Linked DNA regions of Arachis hypogaea: region 2 is linked to region 1. A link is a contact called in public Hi-C data. All regions are on one chromosome and are shown on one strand. The core of a region is the stretch at or near the end of the contact, and the rest is flanking DNA. Distances in the headings are between cores, read along the strand shown. Region 1 has its middle 13 kb from the start of LOC140182344. Region 2 holds the start of LOC112777313 (serine/threonine-protein phosphatase PP1 isozyme 2).

Region 1 (4,896 bases), core at 1,854-4,353:
TTTATCAACTATTCTTACACTTATTCATGCAAATTGCATGTTTTTAAGTTTTCTTCCTAATTTTGTGCTATGATTGAAAACATGCTTACTAAGCCTTAAAATCGCTAATTTTTAATCCTCTTTTATTATCATTCGATGCTGTGATTCGTGTATTAAGTGTTTTCAGGGTTTATAGGGCAGGAATGGCTGAGAGGATGAAAAGAAAACATGCAAAAGTGGAAGGAACACAAGAAATTAAAGTTTTGAGGAGCTGCTATCTACGCGCATGCATGGCTGCCGCGTACGCGTGACCGAGCCATAACCAAATGCCGCGCACGCGTGGCTGACGCCTACACGTGGCTAGTGCAAAGTCCAGCGTCGTGTACGCGTGCTGAGCGTCACGTGCTGCAATTAACAGAAAACGTTGGTGGCGATTTTTGGGCTGCTTTTGGCCCAATTTCAAGCCCGAAAATGAAGATTAGAGGCTGCAGAGTGGGACGAATCAACGATTCACAATTCAATTTTCATTCATTCACACTTTAGTTTTTAGATGTAGGTTTCTAGAGAGAGAGGCTCTCTCCTCTCTCTAGGTTTTAGGGTTTTTAGTCTTATTTCTTCTTAGCTTCAGAATTTTATCTTGCTTTAATTTAGTTTTCTTCTACCTTTTATTGTTCTAGTATCTTAGTTTATCTTCTTTTGTTGATTTCTTTATTTTCCCAATTTAGTTTATGAATTCTTCTTGTTAGATTCAATTTCCTTTTAATGCAATTTGAAGTATTTCATGTTTATTGCTTCTTTCTTTAATTGTTGGTTATTGATTCCTTGCATGTGTTAGTCTTATATTTTACCATCTCTTATTAATTTTCTATGCTTTTATTTTGTTCCTTCCAAATGTTTGATAAAATGCTTGGTTGGATTTTAAAATAGATTTTTATGTTCTTGACTTGGATTGATTAATTAGAGACTCTTGAGTTATCAAAATTCTTTTGTTAATTGGTGATTGAAAGTTGCTAGTTGGCTTGAGCCTCACTAAATCTAGTCTTTGATTAGAACTTGTGAACTTAAGTCGATTTTACTCGATTGACTTTCCTTCATTTGTTAGAGGATAACTAAGTGAAAGCAATTTACATTAACCATCACAATTGACGATGATAATGAGGATAGGACTTCTAATTCTCTTTCTTTGCTAAGAGCTTTCTTAGTTATTAGTTTATTTTCTTGCCATTTTATTTTCTTGTTTCTTATTACAAAACCCAAAAGTATACTTTTTCATAGCCAATAATAAACTACACTTTCCTGCAATTCCTTTGAGAGACGACCCAATGTTTAAATACTTCGATTAATTTTATTGGGTTTGCTTAAGTGACAAATAATTTAAACGTTGACCGAGTATAATTTGTTGGTATAGAACTATACTTGCAATGCGATATTTTTATGAAATTCTTTACCGACAATTTTCTTCCGTCATTTATAGCTTTCTGATAAGTTTAGTTTCAATTTTAAATGGTTTGTAACAATTTAGCTTGTTGTAATTTTTTTAATTTGAAAATTCAGTTTTGTGGGGATTTTAAATCGCTACAAAAATTTCAAAAAAATTATCAAAAAAATTCAACTCAGTCTCCACAAAGCAGATAAAGAACTGCCATAAAATTATGTCCTGGGAGTTCTACCAAACTGCCACAAATAAGCTTGTGGTACGTTAAATATTGGAGGTTTGGAAACTCCCACTAACCTTTTGGTGGACGTTTCAAACCCCCATAAACAAAAAAAAAAAACGTCACAAATCAAATTGAACCTTGTAGTGAGTCATTGTTAGCTGTGCATGAGTAAATCGAATAAACAAGAATACCATCTAATTAAGAATAATCAACATATATAATTATCTACATACCTATTAAATTAAACATCTAATATATTTATTATTCACATTGTTTAATATTCTCGTTGTTTCTTATACTTTTTCAAAAAAAAACTAATAATAACAACCTTTTTCAAAGCTAAGGTAGCATTTTCTCTTTTTTATTGAAACGAATCTTGTTATATAATGCTCTTAATTAGTATACAGTGGTTACAACTTTTAATATAATTCTTTTTATACAAAATTAAATAATTAAACCTTTTAATATTTTTGTAATTTATTTCTTAAAAAATTAAATTCAATTATTTTAGTATCTCAAATTTAATTATTCTAATAACTAATTACTTTGTTAAAAAAATTATGAAATAACATATATAAAATATAAATAAATACATAATAATTGATAAAATATTAATTTTTGTATTCATTGTGCATTTTTTGCGTATTTTATCACAAAATATAAAAAATATTGAGTACTTCGTATTCATATACAGTGACAAACACTTATCCTAAAATTAAAATATAATTTAATGTTATAGTGTAACTATTCGGAAGAGATTTTTTTGTGGGAAGGGGGTTTCTAGAAGTCTTGAGTGTATATAATTCCAAAACATGAGTCACATTAGTAGGAAGTTGCTTTGTAATTGCCCCATACATACCGTATAATTCACTCGCCCCATATACTGAAAATCACATCCTTAATTTCAAATATATAAATTAAAGGATAGCGATTGGCATAAGAGGTGATGATGATTCGTGAATGCCTATTGTCTAAATTCAAGCGACCACAAACTTCAAATAGGCATAATCCAATTCCATCAAGGTTTAGTTAATATATGTTTTAATTAAAGATATATGATAAATTTATTATTAATAAAAAATTTTAAATATTTTATTTAATAAATATAAATAAATATATTAAAAATTTAATTTTTTTTATAATTTTTTTTATTTTATAATTTTAATATATACTCTAAAATCACATAATAAATAAATTCTTCCATCACAATCACCAATGCATGTCCTTTAGTAAAAGGTCTTTATTGGTAAACCGCGTATTTAGTATTCATGAGTCATGACATTTGGTTTTAAATTGGAATTTGCGTTGCAATAATTAACAACATTAACATCATTGTCCACGCGGTTTTACTTTGTGTACCTATCCATCAACATAATTCAATAGGTTAGGTCCCCATATGTAGAATTATAGAAAGATGCACATATATAAATGTTCCATACGCATACAGTACGGATAGGACACGGTTATTTAACCTCTTTCCCTTTGTCGTTACCATAAACAGAATGCAAGATACAACTAAGAGTAGTATTCACGTATCATACATCTCAAATTATGGTTGTAGAAATACTAATTGTTAAATAGGAGTATTTTTATTTTAAGAAATAAATAAATTGTTAATGATATTTATTCATTTAATAATTATATAAGATATTCTTTTAATCGTAATAATTGTTATATATAAGGCTGACTTTGAACTTAATTATTTATTTAAATATTTTATTAAATAGATTAATGAAAAGAAAGAAAAAAGTGCACGTAAGGCATGTTTTACGTTCACACTAGTAGAAAACTTTAAAGAACACATTAAAAACTAATAAAAAAAAATCAAAACGTTATTAATATATTATTTTCTTTCTGTTAATTTGTTATGTGCTGTAGCCTCATTTGATGTTATCATATGTGACGGCTATTTTTTTTATTTTTCTAAATATTAATTTATTTAATTTATTAAACTAAAATATAAAAATTATTACATACCATATAATAAGCTATATTTATTTTTCATTGTTTTGTTAGAGTGAAAAGTTAAAAAAAAAAAGTTCAAAAAGATAGATATAGCACTCATTGAATTTTTTTTTCCTCCAATATTAGATGAAAAATAAAAAAAAAATACCACTTTATCATATTCTAATATTATTCAGTTATTTTTAACTATATATATATATATATATATATATATATAGAATAAAATTATCTTTTTATAATATTATATATTTTTTTAATTTTTTTATCTAAACATAAAAATTTACTCAACTTCTTTTTTTTTTTTTTCCTTTTTCTTTATTTCTTTTGTTTTCATTTATTTTTTTTAACCAAACAAAACTTTATAAAAAATTTAAAACTATTAAAATAGACTAAATCCATCATGCCAGCCTATTTATTTGGTTTAAACAACATACTTTTACTCTAAAATTAGATCTAACGAGTAATTCTTTTTTTATATTTAAAAAAACAGTATTTTTTAAATATTTTTCTTGATTCCATCCAAAGACTTGACTCGCACTAATAATAATGTTTTTTTTTTTGTCCAAAACTAACTTTTTTTTAGAAAAATTTGAACCCAAAATTGAATTTGTCGAAACTTTTTCTTAAACAAAAATTTAATAGGTTATCTCATATATTTCGTGAGGTTGACTATAAACAGTCCAAGTCTAAAAACTAACACTCTTCAACAAATAAAAAATAAACAAGTTAACCCCTATAATTCACAAATTTAAGTGGGCCAAATTTAATTAGGCTGAACTAGACCATTTAATGGGCTTACAATAATGTAAAAACAATAATAATGTAGGATTAAGAATTGAGCATAAAAAATATAGCTCGAAAGTATCGTCATATTTGTATTCTAATGTAGCTATTTTAGAATCAAGGAATATGATTTAAAAGTATCATTTTAAAAATTCACAAAATTATTTTTGTCAAAATAATATTATTTTTTATAGTTATGCTATATATTATTTAACCAAAATTTATTTTTCTTGCATTATGTGTGAAAAGTAATTAATTACTTCGATGAGTAATATATATGATATGAATTTACCTAAATGATTTATTACTTTTATTTTAACTACATATTTAATCAAGGATACATGTTATGTCTTTGCAATTTCAAAAATAGAAAAAAAATACTAATATATAAATTAAAAAATATTTTGTTATGGGTTTTGATATTCAGAAATCATAACTCACAAGATAGATGCGTACATGTATATATGATGTATATACGATGGAGAGAGATTAATATAACTTGTCGAAACTA
Region 2 (5,650 bases), core at 1,730-4,229, 150 kb after region 1:
TTGACAATATTGTACAATGTGCAACTCCTCCGATAGAGAAGCAAAAAAGCAAAAAGAAATCAGTTGTAGCTAAAGGGTAAAGGAACCTAATTATCCTTTACTCTTTTAAGGCTCTTATGTTAGTTGTATTATTTTCTTCCTTCACATTGTAGTGAACACAGGCAACGCTTCTTCATTCCAAGAACAACTCTTGTTATGTTCCGAAAAACATTAAAAGTCACCTCCATCAGTTCATGCGTTTGCACCAAGAAATGCTTGCTGTAAATGGGAAGAACGAACCAAATTAAAAAGAAATTAATAAGGATAATCAATTAAACATTTCAGAACATGTGCTGAACGTGTTTATTATATTTTATTACTAACAAATAAAAGCTGTCTCATAAAGCTTTTTCTATGAATTATCATTGTTTTGGCACACAGTATTTTGATTCATTGTTAATGAACCTCATCAAGTTCAGGATTCAAGAAATCAAAATACCTTGAATTTTGTGGTAGGACTAGGCTTAACTGTAGTTGTGCTTCCATAACCAAATTTATAAAGCTGCTGCAGCTTTTGATTCTCTAGAGGCTTCAATATTTGGAAAGAACACACAAGTGTCTCATCAACACTCATCATAGCACCAGCATTGTCAAATTCCCCACAGTAATTTGGTGCAGAGAAGATTGTCACAAGTTGCCTATTAGCAAAGAATTCATATCCATCTTCCACCACCTGCACAATGAAACACACTTACCACATCACAATCCTCAAATTTGTATTTATGTTCTGTCTTGAGACAGTTACCACGCTATATGTCCGCAAAATATTAGCCACTAAATTAGTCATCTATATAGAACATATATTAAAATACAAAATATATATTGAAAATGAGTTAAACAATACAATTTAACACAAATATATGGTGACTGATTTAACAATACAAAATATATGTCACAAATAGATTGTAAACCGAGTCATATAGAATACGAAACCTGATGTGCTCTACAGATCAAATCAAGATCATGCTTCCTCAGAAACTCAGTGACCCTATCAGGGCCGAAAGTACACGAAACTCCGCGTTCGCTTCCTCCCCAGCCTTGAATGTCTCCGCAGGGATCAGACCAGAGAAGATCACATAGCAGACCACTGTCGGGCACTTGGACCGGACGGCGCAAAGTCCTTATCCGGTTCAAGTTGTGCAATTCAGGGGAGAGTCCACCATGCATGCAGAGTATCTTGTCGTCGATAAGAGCCGCCACGGGCAAGCAGTTGAAGCAATCCGTGAATGTTTTCCACAGCTTCACACTGTATCTTCTCTTGCATTCGTCGTAGAAACCGTAGATACGGTTTATGGAAGCGCATTCATGGTTTCCCCTGAGGAGGAAAATGTTCTGAGGGTATTTGATTTTGTATGCTAGAAGAAGAGATATTGTCTCAAGACTTTGGTTTCCGCGATCAACGTAGTCTCCTAAGAATAAGTAATTGGAACGAGGTGGGAAGCCACCATTTTCAAAGATTCTCAGAAGATCATAATATTGACCATGGATATCCCCTGGTTCATTGAAATAATTGCAATTAGTAGTTATTCTGCTTTGCCATAGTCATCACTATTTCATACTTAGGAAGAGAAACATACCACAGATCTTGATTGGTGCATCAAGTTCCAAAAGGTTAGGTTGTCTCAAGAAGATGTCCTTGGAGACAAGGCATAGCTGCCTGATCTCAGCCTCAGAAAGCTGCACTTGCTTCCCCGGTTTGCCTCTTATTTCTAGAAGCCTGTTGATTATGCCATCCACAACCCCACGTTCCATTTTTCTTCTTCTTTCAAACTTTATTAATATGTGTGTCACAAAAACAAGTGCTAAAAAAGGACAACACAACAAACAACAAACAACCAAAAACCGTTTTATGTTATGGGGTTGGGGTGTGTTACGTTTCTTACATTTATATTGCCATCATCCTCATCATGGCATGGAGAACGATTGAGTTTGAAAACAATTATAAAGACGCGAATTATTATCACTTTAGCTCTCTTTTTTAAGATAAAGATAAGGATGCCTTTATTGCTTTATGAGTTTTGTGGTTTGCATAAATAAGTGTTTATTTGTGTTTTATGGTTGATATATAGTGGTTAATTCATTATATATATATATATATGGGGTTAAGGGTGGCCGTTGAAAGCTGAAAAAGCTAGGGAAGCATATATTCGGATTAATATTAATGAGTACTAGATTTCAAATGAAGGGGAATGGAAGATTGTGAGAGGGAAATTATGTATATACCCTACTTAATGTTGTAGAATAAGTATATAAAATGAAGCACTGATTTAATGATCATTACTAAACTAAGTGTACACTAAATTTAATTATTTATGTAAAATATATATTAAAATATAAAATATATATTAAAAATAAATTAAAATACATATTTATACATAGATATATAATAATTAATTTTAATGTGCAGTTAACACTTTTTAGTTATTTAAATATACAACTATTGACTATAGTTATAATTTTATAATACAAAAAGAAAAGAAAAGAAAGTAAGAAGAGGAAGAATATGATGTAATATGAGTGGGGAAGTGTTTGTGGTGGTGAGTGGGCCCTAGAGAAGAAGGGACCTAATGGGAAGTTGAAAAGGGGAAAGATGGAAGACAAATAATAAGGAGAACGCCGAAGGGGTTGATGCATGACGCGGTTTGAATTTGCATACGAAAAGGTTTAGGGCCAGCAATTTTTATATTTTGTGGTTAGTATTTAATTATCAAAAAAAAAGTGAGTGATCTTTTATTATTAAATGTAATCTCATACCATTAAAAATATTATTAATAACCAATTAATGATTATAAAATATAAAAATTACTGACCTCTAACACTCCTCATTTGCAGATAGTGGCAAATTGGTTTGGTAGCTTGCATGCTAAGGTATGGGGCACTTGTTCTCTCTGTCTTGTGCCAAACTAAGAAAGCGAGAAGCCGAGAACACAAGTTGATTGTCTAACACTACCCGCCATCCACACATATATCTAGTGGTCATGGTTTTCTAGGAAACTTCTCTTTGCTAACTAATTAATCAATCATAATTCTTACCATCCGAATAGAGAACCAACAAAAGGTGCAGTTGATTGTAGCCATTAGTAGTTTTTTTATTTTTTCTTTTTAATTTGTTCAAAAAGAATGTAAATTCAAATTATCATAAAAAATATTTAAAATTTAATAAAAAAAATTTAAAATTTTTAAAAATTTAATCTTAATAATAACAATTATGTAAAATTATTTTAAAATTTTATTTTAAATATTTCAAAATCATTTTTAAAATTTTAGAATTTATTTTAAACATTCAATTATTTTTTAAATTCTAAAATTTATTTAAAAAATTCCAAAATTATTTCTAAAATCATCTTATAATTTTTTAAATTAATTTTAAAAATTCAAAATCATCTTAAAAATGTTACAATTTATTTCAAAAAAATTCTAAAAGTATTTTAAAAATTTTTAATAGAAAAAATCTGAAACGTAATTAAAAAAATCTAAAACCTAACAAAAAAGAAATATTCAAAATTATTTTAAAAATTTCAAAACATAATAGAATGAGACATCTAAAAAATATTTAAAAAATATGAAAAAATTAAGAAAAAACATCTAAAATTATTTAAAAAATCATCCAAAATTCAAAACAAAACAAAAAAAAATCGAAACATAAGAAAAAAATATCCAAAACTTAGGAAAAAGAAACATCAAAAACCAATAAAAAGAATAATGCAAAACCAAACAAGAAAAAATCCAAAACATAACAAAACCTAGCAAAAAACAAGATAACCGAAACCTTTTAAAAAAATTTTTGGAAAGAACATCAATTCAAATTATCATGAGAAATATCCAAAACTTAATGAAAAAATATCAAAATTTTAGAAATAAATCTAAATATTTAAAAAAGTCCAAAATTTAATAAAATGAGACATCCAAAATTATTAGAAAAGAAACATCTGATAACTTAAAAAAGAAACATCCAAAACTATAAAAAAAATTCTAAAATCAAAGAGGAAAAAATCCAAAACAAAGAAGAAGAAAGGCGTCGCCGTAGCAACAGGCACAAGGTGAAGAAGAAGTCACGACAGACCCGAAATGAAAAAGAAGAAGAAGAAAGTCATCGTCGGCAACCTGTGACTCGTGCGGATGGAGGGGAAAGTCCGCGATGACGATGACGATGACGAGGTGGGGGATGCACTGCGTGGATGGCGCGAGCGTCTTCCTCACTAATTCTTCTTTCACGAGCGCCCCTGCGTGAACGGCAATGAAGGCAGTGGTTGCCACTGCGGCTGATTCCATCACGGAGAAGGGATGATAAATCTCTGACCGACGCAGCGACAGCTTTCTTCTATTTGCGAGGGCACAACTAGAAAATTGCTTAATACAGATAGATTTAGTCTTTATTACAGACGGATTTTTGGTTACCGACGAAATTACCGACGGATTTTGTCCCTCTGTAAAAGCCTCGTTGGAAATTATTTACTGACGGATTTTTTCGTCGGAAAATTACCGACGGATTTTTACCAGTTACCGACAAATTTTTTCTCGGTAAATTCTCCCCTCTATTTCCCTGAAACGTCGAACTTTTTGACAAATTTTTCCTCGGTAATTAGAGACGGATTTTCCGTCGGTAATTAGCAACAGATTTTTTGACGGATTTTCTGTCGGTAATTGGAGCCTTGAAAAATCACTCCAAACTCTGAATACAGATAGAAAATCTGTCTGTAAATCTGTTAGTAAGGTAAAATAATTTTTTTTTAGATTTTTTAATTACAAAATAAACCTATTTTCATACAAAATAAATATAAATTTAATAAATACAAATTTTTGTCTAATTTGTATTCGAATATTTATAATACTTCAAAAATAAACAAATTCATCGTATTATCAAACTAAGAAAAGTACTATAAACAAGCAAGTCAATATAATTCAAAACATAAACAAAGTGTATTGATACATCAACTATAATTCTCAGTGTATTGTTCAACCGTACTAAATTTATCAGCTATAATTCATAACATTGTATTATATGAGAAAAATTACATTATGCAAATCTCTACAAGTCAATCAACCAGTATATCCCGCGCATGCTTTGAGTAATGTCGTGTTGCTTTATATCTCTTAATGAAATTGGAAAAGGGATACACTTCTTGCCTGAAAATATTTCAAAATTCTGCATGTCAGTAAAAGTACACAGCAGTGAAAAATACATGAAAAAACGTCAATAGTAAAAGTTATTCAAAAAATGGCATTTATAACGCCAAGCGGCACCTACTACTACAAGGTAATGCAGTTCGGGTTAAAAAATGCGGGAGCAACTTATCAAAGGCTAATGAGTAAAGTCTTCAACGAACTCATCGGAAAGTCAGTAGAGGTGTATATGGACGACATCCTGGTAAAGACCAGCAAGTCAGAAGACCTAGTTGGGGACCTAAAGACCGTGTTCGCGTCCCTCCGATGACACAATATGAGACTTAACCCCCTCAAGTGCGCCTTCGCCATGGAGGCCAGAAAGTTCTTGGGATTCATGATAACCCAGAGGGGAGTAGAAGCCAACCCTTAGAAGTGCAAAGCGATTTTGCGAATGACGAGCCCGGGGTGCATTAAAGACGTGCAGAGATTGGCCGGAAGACTTACG

What was found. A called contact is a pair of places that touch in the nucleus more often than the background predicts.
Region 2: a contact with region 1 is called in a Hi-C map of leaf, with 4 times the contacts expected there. The contact joins the promoter of LOC112777313 here to the enhancer-like site in region 1. A contact is called at or near these places in 2 of 8 Hi-C or Micro-C datasets (both in leaf).

Annotation. Positions count from the first base shown.
Region 1 is chr19:127,366,123-127,371,018 of arahy.Tifrunner.gnm2.J5K5, forward strand. No RefSeq gene overlaps it. Among protein-coding and RNA genes, the nearest start is that of LOC140182344, 13 kb to the left of the region's middle. Within about 2 kb of position 3,104, at least 2 of the 3 cell types and tissues checked have open chromatin away from gene starts, as enhancers often do.
Region 2 is chr19:127,517,503-127,523,152 of arahy.Tifrunner.gnm2.J5K5, forward strand. It overlaps LOC112777313 (serine/threonine-protein phosphatase PP1 isozyme 2), which reads right to left and starts at 2,980. Exons shown (of 4, transcript XM_025821658.3): 1 at 1,617-2,980; 2 at 973-1,532; 3 at 479-712; 4 at 1-258. The coding sequence starts at 1,791. The coding sequence ends at 232.